Linked DNA regions of Lactuca sativa: region 2 is linked to region 1. A link is a contact called in public Hi-C data. All regions are on one chromosome and are shown on one strand. The core of a region is the stretch at or near the end of the contact, and the rest is flanking DNA. Distances in the headings are between cores, read along the strand shown. Region 1 holds the start of LOC111908773 (ABC transporter B family member 11-like). Region 2 holds the start of LOC111908775 (two-pore potassium channel 5).

Region 1 (7,055 bases), core at 2,968-5,467:
ATATTCTACAACTCGGAAGAGGGATGTTGTAATCTAGTTGCAAAACATTTGAAGGTAGGTAAATGACAATTTACCGATTTTCACCATGAAAAACGAAAAGGAAATTTAAGTTTTAAATGAATTGAAACTCCTAGATCTTTTGAGATTCATTGAACTTTTCAATGGCATGTTTAATCTCGATTATGCCCTTCAAGTTTGTGACTGGGATGTCGAGGATCACAAACAAGGTGTGGATAACCATGCAAATTAGCTTGGTACTATCGAAGACGTTTATCACCTAATCAATGTGTCGGTTAAACAAACACACTCCATTGATCTGTGATAATCTACGAGCCACCCATTTCCATTCTTCATTGGTCCCATATTAGTGTGTCGGTTAACCACACACGCTCCACTAACGACCAACAAGGTGCAATGTGTAATATCATGGATTAGCACCAACTCCACATTTTTCCTAAAGTAACTAAGATTTAGGAATTTATAAAAGCATTTAGTTACTTCGTATTTCATTATACTTATAATGGAAGGTTGTGTCATATCCTACCCGTTCGGCTAACGACCCTCCACTAGTCAAGAGTGCGGTGGGTAAGAGTGGATACCCATTCAATCGCCATTTTATAGGCAATTTCCTTAAGCACCCCTTATAGAATAGCTTCGTGAATGAAGCCTACTAACGGTAAGACTGGCCTTTTACTTATACTTATATAATATATTAGACTTTTAATTTTATATAGTATAAGGGTGTATTTTACACTTTTAAAGTACTATGTGGTCTAATTTAACAAAATTATACTTTTAATTTAATTAAATACAAACCATCTCATTATGGATTTATTAACTCTCTTTCAATTATACACTTAATTAATTTAATAAAATCATAAGGGTGTAATTTGAACTTTTCAAAATACTAGGGTTTAGAATTTAATATTTTCAAAATTAATACTTTTTACTTAAATGTTAAATTCCAAAACTTGAGGACAAATTTTGAAACTTTTCAAAACTGTAGGGATTAGAATTTAAATATTTCAAAATTAAACTTTTAATCAAAAATTTAAATTCCAAAACTTGAGGACAAGTTTTGAAACTTTTCAAAACTTCCTAGATCAAATTACAAATAATTCAATTAATCAAATAATTAGTGATTGTCTAAATTTGACCTAATTCAATTTCCTTACAAGATAATTCAAATCAAAACTACAAATAATTAATCTTTATCTTATAAAACAAGTAATTATCTTAATTTTGACAATTATCTACTATTTGGATTAGGGTAATCAATACCATAATGAAAAAAAAAGCGGATTTTATCTGGAAAAACAATTTATGGTAATTATCCAAATCAAAATATGGCAAAAATTTCGAGATTGGCCGTCAGAACTGAGCTCACGTCGTGAGCCTTGTCAGAACCCAAAAAACGAAATTTTTTTCATCTTTGAATGATCAAACATAGCATCAAATACATTAGATAAATAGTCTAGGCTCTGATACCACTGATGGGTTTTGAGCATTATATTAATTCTATGGTGTACATGCAAACCCTAAAGCTTTGGATCTAGTTTATCTAGTTGTACATGCAATAATCATCCAAAGCTCATAAACCTTAGATCTAGCATACTATAATTGAAATTAACATATGATTAGGGTTTAGATCTTACCTTGATTGTTATGTAGCAATAACAATCACAAAACTTCTTAATCTTGACTTCTGAAAGCTTAGTGTCTCAAATGTTGCACCTTTAATGGAGTCAAAAACACCATAAGCAACAAGACGAACAAGGAGAAAGGGAAGAGGCACCAAAAATGTTCTAGGGTTTCTCTTAGAAGTTTAGGGATGTTTTTAGCTTGCCCAAGGGTTCCATTTATACTTAGGCTTCTAGGGTTACCAACTAGGAAACCCTAATCCAACTGCTTAATCCTTAAGCAGCCCAAAGACCCTTCCAGAAGGCCCTTGGACGATTTCTATATGGACCTCCATATAGAATTCGTCCATGCTTCCTTTATGGATCCTAAGCCGAACTTTGTAACTATCTTATAATTACAGTATCAGTACCCTTTATTTAATTAATCTCTTTTAGCCACAAAATTAATTCTTAATTAATTCTTAACTAATATTAATTAAACAATGTGATTTGTCCTTTAATATATTATTCTTATAATATATTAGTAAATTATAATTAATCCTCTTTCTCCTTAATTCATCATATCAGTTGCTATGGTGAAGACAACCCAAAAGGATCATGCTCATAATCGGGTCAAGTACATACCAAAATAGTTATGGGCTTAGACACTTAATCCAACAGAGAAAAGCAACTATAAACCTCTCCATTCCTTAAGATCAAAGTAGGATGTCTTAATATGATCATTTGAGAAGTACAATGCAATATTTTAGTTTCAAAATTAAAAAAAAAACAGATACGTTTAATATTATAAAGTTCATTGTTATTGTTATAGTAATGAACTATTAAAACCAGATCAATTATGGTAAACAACTTCTAAGTTAGCTATCTTCTTTTCCTTACTTCTACTTATTATATAAGCTTCTTTTCCCTTTTAACCTTTATACTCAAGTTAAATGTTAAATTACTCCTTCCATTTCCAACATTCTTAGGTCAAGATTCGGTATCTAGAAATGTGAAAAAAAAAGGTGAAAGAAGGTACAGAGCTATAGTGGCGATGGAATTTCAAAATAAGCGACTAATCTACATGTTTTTCTTTTCTTTCTTTTTTTTGTTTTAAATCTTTGCGATTCATCCGTTTTTTTGGCATATCCAACCCCGTAAAGCGGGGTTCTTCCCTAGCTGATATTAAAAATAAAAGATATGTTATATACCGGATTAAGTTAATATCATGTAAATTGTCTTTTTTTTTTCCCAACACTTAGCGCCCCTTAAATGATATAGGGCTATAGGCTAATTTATTTTTTCATCTTTGCCATTATTTACACCAATATTAAAATATCTATATTTGTTTTAATACATAATTATCTTTTGTTTTTTTATTACTTTTATACTATCATCTTTATTTTCTAGGAGGGGTTATAAAATCAAAAAATATTATTTTTCTAACGAGCATTCTACAAAAAAAAAAAAAAGAATCAACATATTACAACTTCAAACAAATGTATATAAAATCGAAAATTATTATTTTTAATCTTTGTCGTTATATACACTAATATTATTTCTTTTATACAAATTAAAAAAATATATTATCTTTTTAAGATAGTATCTTTTTTTAACAAAAAAATTCCAACTTCAAACTATGGTATATAAAATCGCAAATATATTATTGTCCAATAAAAATATTCAGACTGATCGCTTATCAATTTTTCTCTTCAACCATTCCATCTTCAAGATACTTTCCAACACTAAGAAATCAGTTATATGTCGAACTAGTAATTTAAATATTTTTATTGGACAATACTTTATTTGTGATTTGATATATATTAATTTGAAGTTGTATTTATTTTGTTAAGTGATTGGATGTGTAATAATAGTTTATCTAATTAATATATTTATCAAAAAATGATTAGAAAATCTTTTTATTCAAATGAGGCTGGATCTTTACTTCTTAAAAGGAATTAGGTATTAGAAAAATTAAATATAAAATGACTCTGCGATGTAAAGAATAACAAAGAAGAAATAAAAAAAATTAAAAAAAAAGGTTAGTTCAGGTCGTTTAAATGAGTCCCAAATACAAGGAAAAAAATATTTTACAAGTTTTAGGTTGTGTTTGGCGCGCCAAAGCTAGCTGATAAGCTAGCTTATTTTTCGAGTTTTTTATGTTGTCGTGTTTGGTAAAGCTACTTAGACTAGCTTTTTATGAGCCTTTTTAAAATTTTCCAAATACACCTCTTAATTAATTATAAAAATACATACTCTTACATGTCTTTTTATGTAATTTTATATATTTCAGCTAGTTTTACCAAACGTTATTTTTTTATCAGTTAACTTTTCAGCTAGAAACTAGCTTTTTATTTAACAGCTAGTTTTTCAACTAATACGTCAAACATACCCTTAATGTTAATTAAAAATGGTAAGTAAGTATCAGCCCATATTAAAATGGTTAATTAGATAAGGGTAAAACTGGAAAGATATATGAATTTAAGTGGATGGATTAATAGTTGCAGTGGAAGAATCAACCTCCTTTCATAAAAGGAGATGCTATGAAAGGAGATGCTAATTGAATAATTGAGTATCCTAAATCCAAGGGAGAAAATCATGTGAAGCTTTGACCAGCCTCTCTCCAGCCGTGCTCTTCAAGGAAATCTTATCTCTCTCTCTCTTCCTCTTTTCTTTGGTTTTGATGATGACATTCAATGTCTTGGCAAATTGGCAATTCCCCACCCACCCTTACATATATAAAATATATATATATATGTACATGTATTCTTGCTTTTTCGTCATCCAAGGTTCTACAACTGCTTGCTCTGCAACTCCCTCCCACCTTCATCCAATCATAAACTAATTACACTGTGAGCTCTGATTTCTTATATTTTAGCAGCAACTTTAAATTTTCTATTTATTTTCTCATGGATTGTGTGATATAGAGGGAATGGAAAACAAACCATCACCTTATGTATCTATCAGTCCATTCATAATATACATACTCCTATATCACAAGCTGGGTTTTCTTTTAACATCGATCGTCTCTTTCACCTGACTCTGCCTCCGCAGATAAATAATTTTATTTATTTATTTATTTGATCAATTCGGATTCGGTTTGGCATCTGGATCTGTTTCATCCGTTGGAATTACGCAACGTGAGTCAAACCCTAAAACCATCTAATCTAATCTGATTAACATCATTTGCCTCGTTTAATGTCTTATTGCTCTGTCTGGTACGTCTTACTTTCATTCATGGCATTTCCATGATCCGGTCCGTTTACTTTTCCTTCACACTTTCCCTGCCTTGCTTTACAGTAGATATTCCTTCTTTTAGTTTTGTTTCACTTTACTCTTTTTGTTACTAAAAATTAACTCGGATTTGATTTCCCGATATTTGCATTCTGATTTTTATTTTTTTTTAATTTTTTTTCTACAGACAGGTGGTACATCATTTTGGCTGCAAATCTAGCACTTGAACGGAGTCTACAGGATGAGCTCCGGTGGTAAAGGAAAGGAAAAGGACGAGCCCTCTAACTCCACCACCACCACCGACGGCGCTGATGGTGATGGTGATGGTTTACAACCTGAACAAGAATCCCGATCAAACAGGAAAAAAGAAAAAGAGACCCCCAATGCCAATAGTGTCCCATTCTACAAGCTGTTTGCTTTTGCTGATTCCACTGATTACATGCTGATGATCGCTGGTACCATAGGCGCCATCGGTAATGGAGCTTGCATGCCCCTCATGACTATTCTTTTCGGCGACCTTATAGATTCTTTTGGTGAGAACCAGAATAACGACGATGTCGTCCGTGTTGTTTCCAAGGTACGTATAGCTTATATGTATGTTTAATTGGTTATTGGTGGGCTAGGCAGAATGTTTTATGACAAAGTACAAGTATTATTAATTGTTAGGTATCGCTGAAATTTGTTTACCTGGCTATTGGGGCTGGTTTGGCAGCCTTCTTCCGTAAGTAGATCAAATCCTAGCTATTTCTTAAAACTTGGTTATATGGATCTATATATCAGCTTTTTCTAATTAGGCATGTTATGTATGTACGTATGTAGAGGTGTCAATGTGGATGGTAACGGGAGAAAGACAGGCTGCAAGAATAAGGAATCTGTATCTAAAAACCATATTGAGACAAGATGTGTCCTTCTTTGACAAGGAAACAAACACAGGGGAGGTTGTTGGCAGGATGTCTGGGGATACCGTCCTCATACAAGATGCCATGGGGGAAAAGGTTCTTAATTTAATTTCTATAACTAGTTACATTATTATTATTATTATTATTATTATTATTATTATTATTATTATTATTATAACTAGTTGTTGGTTTTGTTTGCAGGTTGGAAAATTCACTCAGCTACTGGCAACATTTGTGGGAGGTTTTGTGATAGCATTTGTGAAGGGATGGCTTCTTACGCTTGTCATGTTAACCTCGATTCCTCCATTGGTGATTTCTGGTGGAATGATGTCACTACTTATATCCAAGATGGCATCACGGGGACAAACCGCTTATGCTAAAGCAGCCAATGTAGTCGAACAGACAATCGGCTCAATCAGGACGGTAATATATATATATATATATATATATATATATATATATATATATATATATATATATATATATATATATATATATATATATATATATATATATATCATGCTATATGATTGGTTTTTAAAAAATATAAAATAAAATAGGTTGCTTCGTTCACCGGGGAGAAAAAAGCTGTTGCGGATTACAATAAATCGCTTGTAGATGCTTACAAGTCTGGTGTGAATGAAGGCCTGGCTGCTGGGCTTGGTTTTGGAACGATGATGTTGATCGTGTTCTGTAGTTATGCCTTGGCTGTTTGGTATGGTGCAAAGATGATACTGGAAAAAGGCTACACCGGGGGGGATGTGGTCAACGTAATTTTTGCAGTGCTCACCGGATCCATGTACATGATTTCTTTCTTTCTTTTGTCTTTCTTGAATCTTAAATCTCAAATCTCAACTAAATAGGTAAATAAATAAATTGTGTGCCCTGCAGGTCTCTTGGTCAGGCGTCTCCCTGTTTGAGTGCATTTGCTGCTGGCCGAGCAGCAGCATACAAGATGTTTGAAACCATAAACAGAAAGCCTGAAATAGATGCATACGACACAAAAGGGAAAGTACTGAGTGATATCCGTGGTGATGTGGAGTTAAAGGATGTGTATTTTAGTTATCCTGCAAGACCAGATGAGGAAATATTTAGTGGCTTCTCTCTTTTCATCCCTAGTGGGACGACTGCAGCTTTGGTAGGAGAAAGTGGAAGTGGAAAGTCAACTGTGATCAGCCTGATTGAGAGATTTTATGATCCTAAAGCAGGGGAAGTTCTCATCGATGATATTAATCTCAAACAATTCCAGCTGAAATGGATAAGGGAGAAAATTGGTCTTGTTAGCCAAGAACCGGTCCTGTTT
Region 2 (7,055 bases), core at 1,828-4,327, 310 kb before region 1:
AGTCAATGAGACCCCAAGACAAGGCCCAAGGCCAATCTTTGACCATTAAATATATATATTAATATAAGTTTTCAAGATCAATTTGACTAGCCCAATCACCAAATCCAACCCACTCCCTCTAGTCCAAGTCTTTGATCTAATTAGTAAACAACTAGTAAGAGGTTTTTTAAGGAAGTATAAGTTTCCTCTTTCTTCCAATGTGGGACAAGTCCCAAAGAGAGTGTTTTCCATTTAACAAAGTTCCAACACTAGATAGTAAAGGTGACAAAGTTGACATGACACAATAAAAATATTGGGAAAAAATCGAATTTCGAATTCATGTTTGTGTCATGTTCGTATCATATATAAGAAACACAAAGTCGTGTCGTGTTCGTGTTCAAAATTCGAGACGCTAATAACACGAAATGTTGCATTTGTGTCGTGTTTTTCAATTTTAAATTATTTTTTACAAGAACTTAATGGTATTATGCAAATTTTTATTTTTTGTTGTTTTTTGTCGTGTTATCGTCTTTTCATTTTTGCCTTGTTTTTATTGTGTCGTGTTTGTGTTAACGAACAACAACATAATATTGTGTCTTGTCTTGTTCTGCTTAAGAAAAATTAATTTGTGTCGTGTAAGATAAAAAGACAGAATGAATGCCAGATTTGCTACCTCTCCTGAATAGCCACTAAGATTTTGTGGATACAAGCTCGTTGTGAGCCAGTCTATGGTTTCCGAACAATATTTGTTATGCCAGGAACAATCCATAAAGATAGTGAGCGTGAATGAACGGATATTCAAAACACCAAAAAACTAATGGGTAGTCTTTATGTTTATGGGGATCTATAGCTACAAAAATGGTTGGAAATATAAACACAATTATACAAGGGTTTATTAGGTAATGTGTATGGACGGTTTCCTCTAATATTTAATGGACAAAATTTAATATATTTTGTGCTACTGGTTCCACCAATATAATCTTCCCTACATTACCATTAATTACATCCATTTGTACATTTTTCCTTTTAGAACTTATTGTTGTGACAACAATTGCTTGGACTTGGAATCAAGAATAAACTAAATGTTGCGACCTGCCAACAGACGTCGTAGTGTTATCTTCCCAGAATTGGTGCCATCAAGCTTGTTGAACTGCTTGCATATCTCCAATATCTCTCTCTCTTCGATCTTCCCCATTTCTTTCAGCTTAAACACGATGTATTCAGATTTGCTGCATTTCCAAATATCATAAAATTATTATTTACTCAACCAAATTTCCAATACAAGCAACAATCAATACTTTAAACGCAAGCACTTATAGCATCTTTACTTACGTTTCCCTACTTTCACCATCACCACCAAACAAGCGGTTATCAGTATCTATTTATGTTTCCATCCCAAAATATAAAAAGATAAAAAGAGTTAGGTGCCTTAGATTCCTATGATTGTTGGTGGTTCACACTTCACATGCTATCTTCTTTATCAATGTTTTTTTTTTTTTTTTTTTTTTTTTTTTTTTTGTTAAGAGGGATGATTCAAAATTATATTATAAAGTGACTGAAACAAATCAATGATTGCCTATAATAATTAAACCCATTCTCCTGAAAACCAAATTATATAAAAATTGTATCATATGTGGTCAATGAAAAAAAACCAAGCATGTCATTTCAAACCAGGTTCCCATCCCTAGACCAATGTATGGATCCCTAACAATTTTTATTAGTGAACCATATTATATAAGGTTTGACCTAGGGCTGTAGTTAGAGTCCTTTCATTGAATTGGAGTACATATAGATTACTCTAAATATGTGATATGTAGGAAAAGAAGGTTTATAGGGAAACTCAACAATACATGGAGATGGAGATGGAGATAGAGATACAAACCAACCTAAGGAAGCCATTGTTATTGATGTCAGCAGCTAACAAGTCCTTGACAGTGATTTGACGGTGCAAAACCCAATTGGCTATTCTCCTATGCCTCTTATGGATTCTGGCCTCGGCTAAATACAAAAAGGCACGCGCCACCATCAGAGTCGAGAAGAGAAGCCAAAACGATGCAAACAATCTTCCAGGAAGGGTTCTGAATGCCCTGTCTCCATACCCAACTGTAGTCACCGAAAGAACAGACAGGTATAACGAATCAATCCAATCCAGACCTTCCACAGAGTATAACACCAGCGTCCCCAAACCTATACTTAAAAGAACCACACCCAAAGCCAGCCCAACCTTCAACCTGATCCTCATCCTCCCTTTTGCAAAATCAAATACGTAGTCTATCGGAGAGAATCTCCTTTCTTCCACGTGGTGACCACCTGCATCTCCGTGATTCATTTTAGTGCTATTCAATATCATCTTCTCTTGCAGATCCAGGACGTAATTCACAACCCCAGACAACATTATATCAATAAACCCGAAACCTACCAACACAAAGAAGCAGGAGAAGAGTTTTGCAGATGGCGTCACAGGCGCAATGTCGCCATACCCGATGGTGCACATAGTCACAATGCAGAAGTATAGGGCGTCCACGATTGGATGGGTTTCCAGCCCTGAGAAATGATCTCTGTTGAAGTAGTAGATGCTGACACCCAAAGAGAGGTAGATGACCAGCAGAAGGGAAGCTTGTCTGACAAGTGAAGCAGAATCGGCTTGAGAGGGTTTGGGGTCGCTTGATTTCTCCAGGTTTTCAGGCATAACGACCATGGCAGGTGCGGTCTTGCAGCGGTGAAACTTGTGTTTCTTAGACTTAGAATGATCGAGGAGGAGGAGGGAAGTATATGAAACAATTGGCAAAGAGGAATCTTGACAGGAATTGTCAAGTGTGTATTGTGCTTCTATATTGTCTTGATGTTCTGGAAACGGCGTAAAGGAGAAATCGGAGAGGCTAGGGCTACCGTCAGCGACATTGATGTCACCTCTGTTTGGGTAGAAACCTAGAAATGGATCTGCTTCCATTATACACCGCAAACTACATACAAACTGATCCCCTGCCTTCTGCCGGCTGCCCTTTGGATTGGAATCGGGGGCAAAACACAAGAGGAAAATGAGGGGAAAATGAGATACTTTGGATGCGATGACTGGGATGTTTTCCGAAGGAATTGCCTAAAAAACCCTTTTATTTTGGAATAATTTACTGATTAGGTGGATTTATTATTGAGAAATTAAATATCTTTCTATATATATTAATTTTGAAGTACATGAACATTAACTCTATTCTATTGGCTGAATTTCTTTTGTATTTACTTTTTGTGTAACATTGTTATTTGAGTGGGTTTAATTGTTTGGTTTTTTTTTTTTTTTTTTTTAAATTCTATCCTATCTTTTTTTGTAGGTGGGGTAGTCATGTTGGGTGTCTTGGACACGTGCGTGTCAATTTGCTCATACGTTTTGTCACCATATACGTGTTTCTTTTTTCTTTCTCTTATATTGTCGAGTCATCCTCCACAGCCTTTGATCTCGATTTCCCGGCTCCAGTCTCCTCAATTCTCTTTCAGCTTTACGTCTCCCACATTCTATTTTGCCCTAAATTCACAGGGGTTAGTTCAACATCGCTACCATCATTGCCTCTGACGCTCACCCCCGCCACTTCAATCGCTGAATTCCAGCGAGCATCTCCACCAAGCGAATCAATTCGACCGCTCCACAAACCCTACTCTGCAATCCAGGTTCGATTCCATTGTCAACCGCTATCGCCTCCTTCGTTTTACTCCTCATTTTGTTCTTCGTTGTTCGTCTCGCCGCCATCGCGCTCACGCATGCCTTCACCGCTGACACCGTTGATCCAACTTACTTTTTCTATGAATGTTCTCCAACAATCGTTGCATCTGAGTCCCATGATTCTATGCCCTTTATTGGTACCATAATTAGAGCTATGCAGGTAAATAAAAATCATTAAAAGTTTAATTAGCTTCCAATTTCCCTACTATATCCTCCTCCACCGCTTCTCCTCTACTTTTCATCTATACTCTCCATTTCTTTCATATTTTCTCCCGAGAGCACAATAATCGGTTACTGTTCCGGGCCGTATCAAGGTTCCTTCGATATGATCCCCCAGTTTTGTCGTTGTCGGTATGTCTAATTTTTGACCAGTGTACCCTCCACAGCAAGCGATTGTTGGAAAAGATCTCCACATGTTAGTTCCAAGATTTGGGGCTTAAGCACATGGTCTGGAAAACCCTAGCGTATAATCGACTTGCCAGAAGAGTAGGTATTGGATTCGATTTTGGGGTTTTATTGAAAGTTTAATCTTGGGTTTTAAAAGAACTGAAGATGGAAACCTGATTTTAGACAGAAGAGGTAAACTCGATATCTCCTCCCCCAAATTTCGTCGATATATACTCCGACTTCTTAGGCCTGTTTGGAATGAACTTCGTATAATCGACCTGCTAGAATAGTAGGTAGTGAATTTGATTTTGGGTTTTTTTTGAAGGTTTAATTCTGCGTTTTCTAACACTCATCTAAAAGAGATGGAAACTTGACTTTATACAAAAGAGGTAAAGTCTCACCATTTGTTCCATTAGTTTTTTAGTTATTATGATTTATGACATTTTATTGAAATAAGAACTTTCTATTCACACAAACCATTTTCATTTTCAGTACACAATGTTAATTTCCTTCAATTGGTTTGCATAAGCCATTTAAATGGATGGATTTTTTCATATTTGATGGTGGGTCGTGAACTAATAAAAAATAGTGTTGTTATCCTTGTGTATTGAAATCTAATTTGAATAACAATATATTACTAATGAACAGGCTCTACGATTTACTCCAACAAATGTAAAAGACTTCGGCAAAAATTCGGTGACAACACTATACGTGAATCATGCAGCTATATTACAGGTTCTTTTGAATCTCATTGTTAGTTGAAGGATTCATTTTTTTAGACTAACATATGAGGTCCGTGAGCTTTTTTTGCTTCTATGTGGACATAAATGGAACATATGATTGAAATATCACTTGATATTACAGGTTTTGGGTGCAATTTGTTTTTCAAGAGTGGATATAATATATTTGTTGTGTATCCCATCACGGTTACAAAAAGGTCACATTAATCTTTATCCATCAAAAATGTATGTTTTTTGTTCTTTTTTTTTTTTTTTTTCATTTTTGCTTTCTACTTCTTGAAAAAACCAACTCATCATTAAAGCATATATTAACTATTATTTGTTGTCTTTTAACTATTATAATTTTATTTGATATTATTTATGCGCTTCAAGCCCAATGTCTGTTCAAAACGATCTTCAAGTTATTCATCGGTTGCTTTTTTGTTAATTTGAGGTATTATTACAACAAAAATAAACATTTATTGATTGCTAATTTCGAAACATATGTAAATTGAAGATTTATTTATTTATTTATTTTTTGTTTTTTTGTGAATGAAGCTACCAAAGTTAGCAAGATCGGAACATAAGAAGCTTCTTGCATGATTGGAACTATGAAGGTGAAGTAGCCCATGCAGTTTATTGACCATTATGCCCCCGATCATTTAAAAGTTTTTTTGGCATCATTTTGACTTTTACTTTTTTTAGGTTCATATTTTTTTTCACAGTACAATTTCCAATTTGAGACATGTGAAATCATATTTCTTTCCTAAAAGTCAAAAAGATAGCCTAAAAGTTCAACAATAAGAAAGTAGATTGTAGTGCTTTAGAGAAAAATGACTTGTGCAGTGGTTCATGGAATTTCATACTAATCGAAATCGACTGAACTTTTATCTTCTTTGGATTTGAATTTTAGAAATATAGAGAGGAGATGATGGAAAACGCACTTGAACAACTGATGTCTGTCTGCAATTTATTTGATTTCGACTTTGGGTCCGGTCAACCGGAAGAAATCCGATAAATTCCATTCGTTGCGGAACTTGGATATGTAAAGAAGAATCAAAATCAAACAGCGATGAAGTAAATCAAACATCAAACATTTTAAGAATAAAACCTGCAATTGTCAGCCAAAGAAAAGTCCACAAATCTTACTGGTCAGCCATTAAGTGTACTTGAGCAAAGGTAGATAAGACAATGTAAAAGAAGCGAGACCTTGCAAAGCATTGCGTCGATGGTTCCATGCTGCCGAACGAAATTGTTTTTTTGGGGGGCTAAACTTCAGTTGAATAAAGCGGCGGAGATGAGGATTAAAAACGTAGTTGAGGCGGTGGACTAATCCGGATTGAATTAGAGTAACCTGATGAAAGCATCGGAGCAGAACACGTGTCCAAAATAGTACAATCCACATGCAAAACAGGACGGTCCAATGATAGATTATAAGAAAAAAAAAGACTGATGAGAACATAGGGTAGAAAACGAAAAAAAAAGAATTAGGAGTAAAATGAAAATCCCTAAAAACATAAGGATAATATATGAAAATAGCCAAAGATATAAACCACATATGTCAAAATGCTGGCAAGTTCATTGTTCCTAAGCATGGTCTTTTTAATATATATATATATATATATATATATATATATATATATATATATATATATATATATATATATATATATATATAGAGAGAGAGAGAGAGAGAGAGAGAGAGAAAGAGAGAGAGGTTCAAATGTTTTTTATATCTATTGTATGTTAAAATGCACAACAAAAATTTAGTAAAAATTATAAGTATATTAAATTATATCAATCTTTATAATTTCTTTTTTAAAAACTAATTAAATTCGTCATTAATGTCAACAATAATATTCTTTTAGAATGAATTCAATAATATTCTTTTAGATTGAATTTGTATCTAGAAGAATGAGATTCGTATCTAGAAGAATGAGAGTGTCTTCTAATAGAATTAGAATGTATTTTAGTAGAATACATTTTTGTTTTTCATATTCTATGCAACTTTATTGTATTGTAAGTGAGTGAGTAGTAAAACAAAAAACGAACCCATATATAAAAACGTAGATGTGAATTCATTTTAAAAAGATGTTATTGTTGATATTAATGTTAAATTTAATTAGTTTACATAGAAAGAGAATATATATATATATATATATATATATATATATATATATATATATATATATATATATATATATATATATATATATATATATTGTTAGGAATAGTAAACTTCCAAAGTGTTTGGTAAG

Evidence for each region. Hi-C and Micro-C count contacts between places; a contact is called where the count stands out from the background.
Region 2: a contact with region 1 is called in a Hi-C map of leaf, with 5 times the contacts expected there. The contact joins the promoter of LOC111908775 here to the promoter of LOC111908773 in region 1. A contact is called at or near these places in 2 of 4 Hi-C or Micro-C datasets (bud and leaf).

Annotation. Positions count from the first base shown.
Region 1 is chr9:481,204-488,258 of Lsat_Salinas_v11, reverse strand. It overlaps LOC111908773 (ABC transporter B family member 11-like), which reads left to right and starts at 4,217. Exons shown (of 11, transcript XM_052767598.1): 1 at 4,217-4,471; 2 at 5,041-5,430; 3 at 5,520-5,574; 4 at 5,673-5,848; 5 at 5,954-6,175; 6 at 6,313-6,551; 7 at 6,644-7,055. The coding sequence starts at 5,095.
Region 2 is chr9:793,932-800,986 of Lsat_Salinas_v11, reverse strand. It overlaps LOC111908775 (two-pore potassium channel 5), which reads right to left and starts at 3,077. Exons shown (of 2, transcript XM_023904583.3): 1 at 1,866-3,077; 2 at 827-1,208. The coding sequence starts at 2,929. The coding sequence ends at 1,058. LOC111908776 (a long non-coding RNA gene) reads left to right here and starts at 3,261. Exons shown (of 6, transcript XR_008226299.1): 1 at 3,261-4,270; 2 at 4,404-4,467; 3 at 4,571-4,641; 4 at 4,727-5,251; 5 at 5,356-5,414; 6 at 5,711-6,388.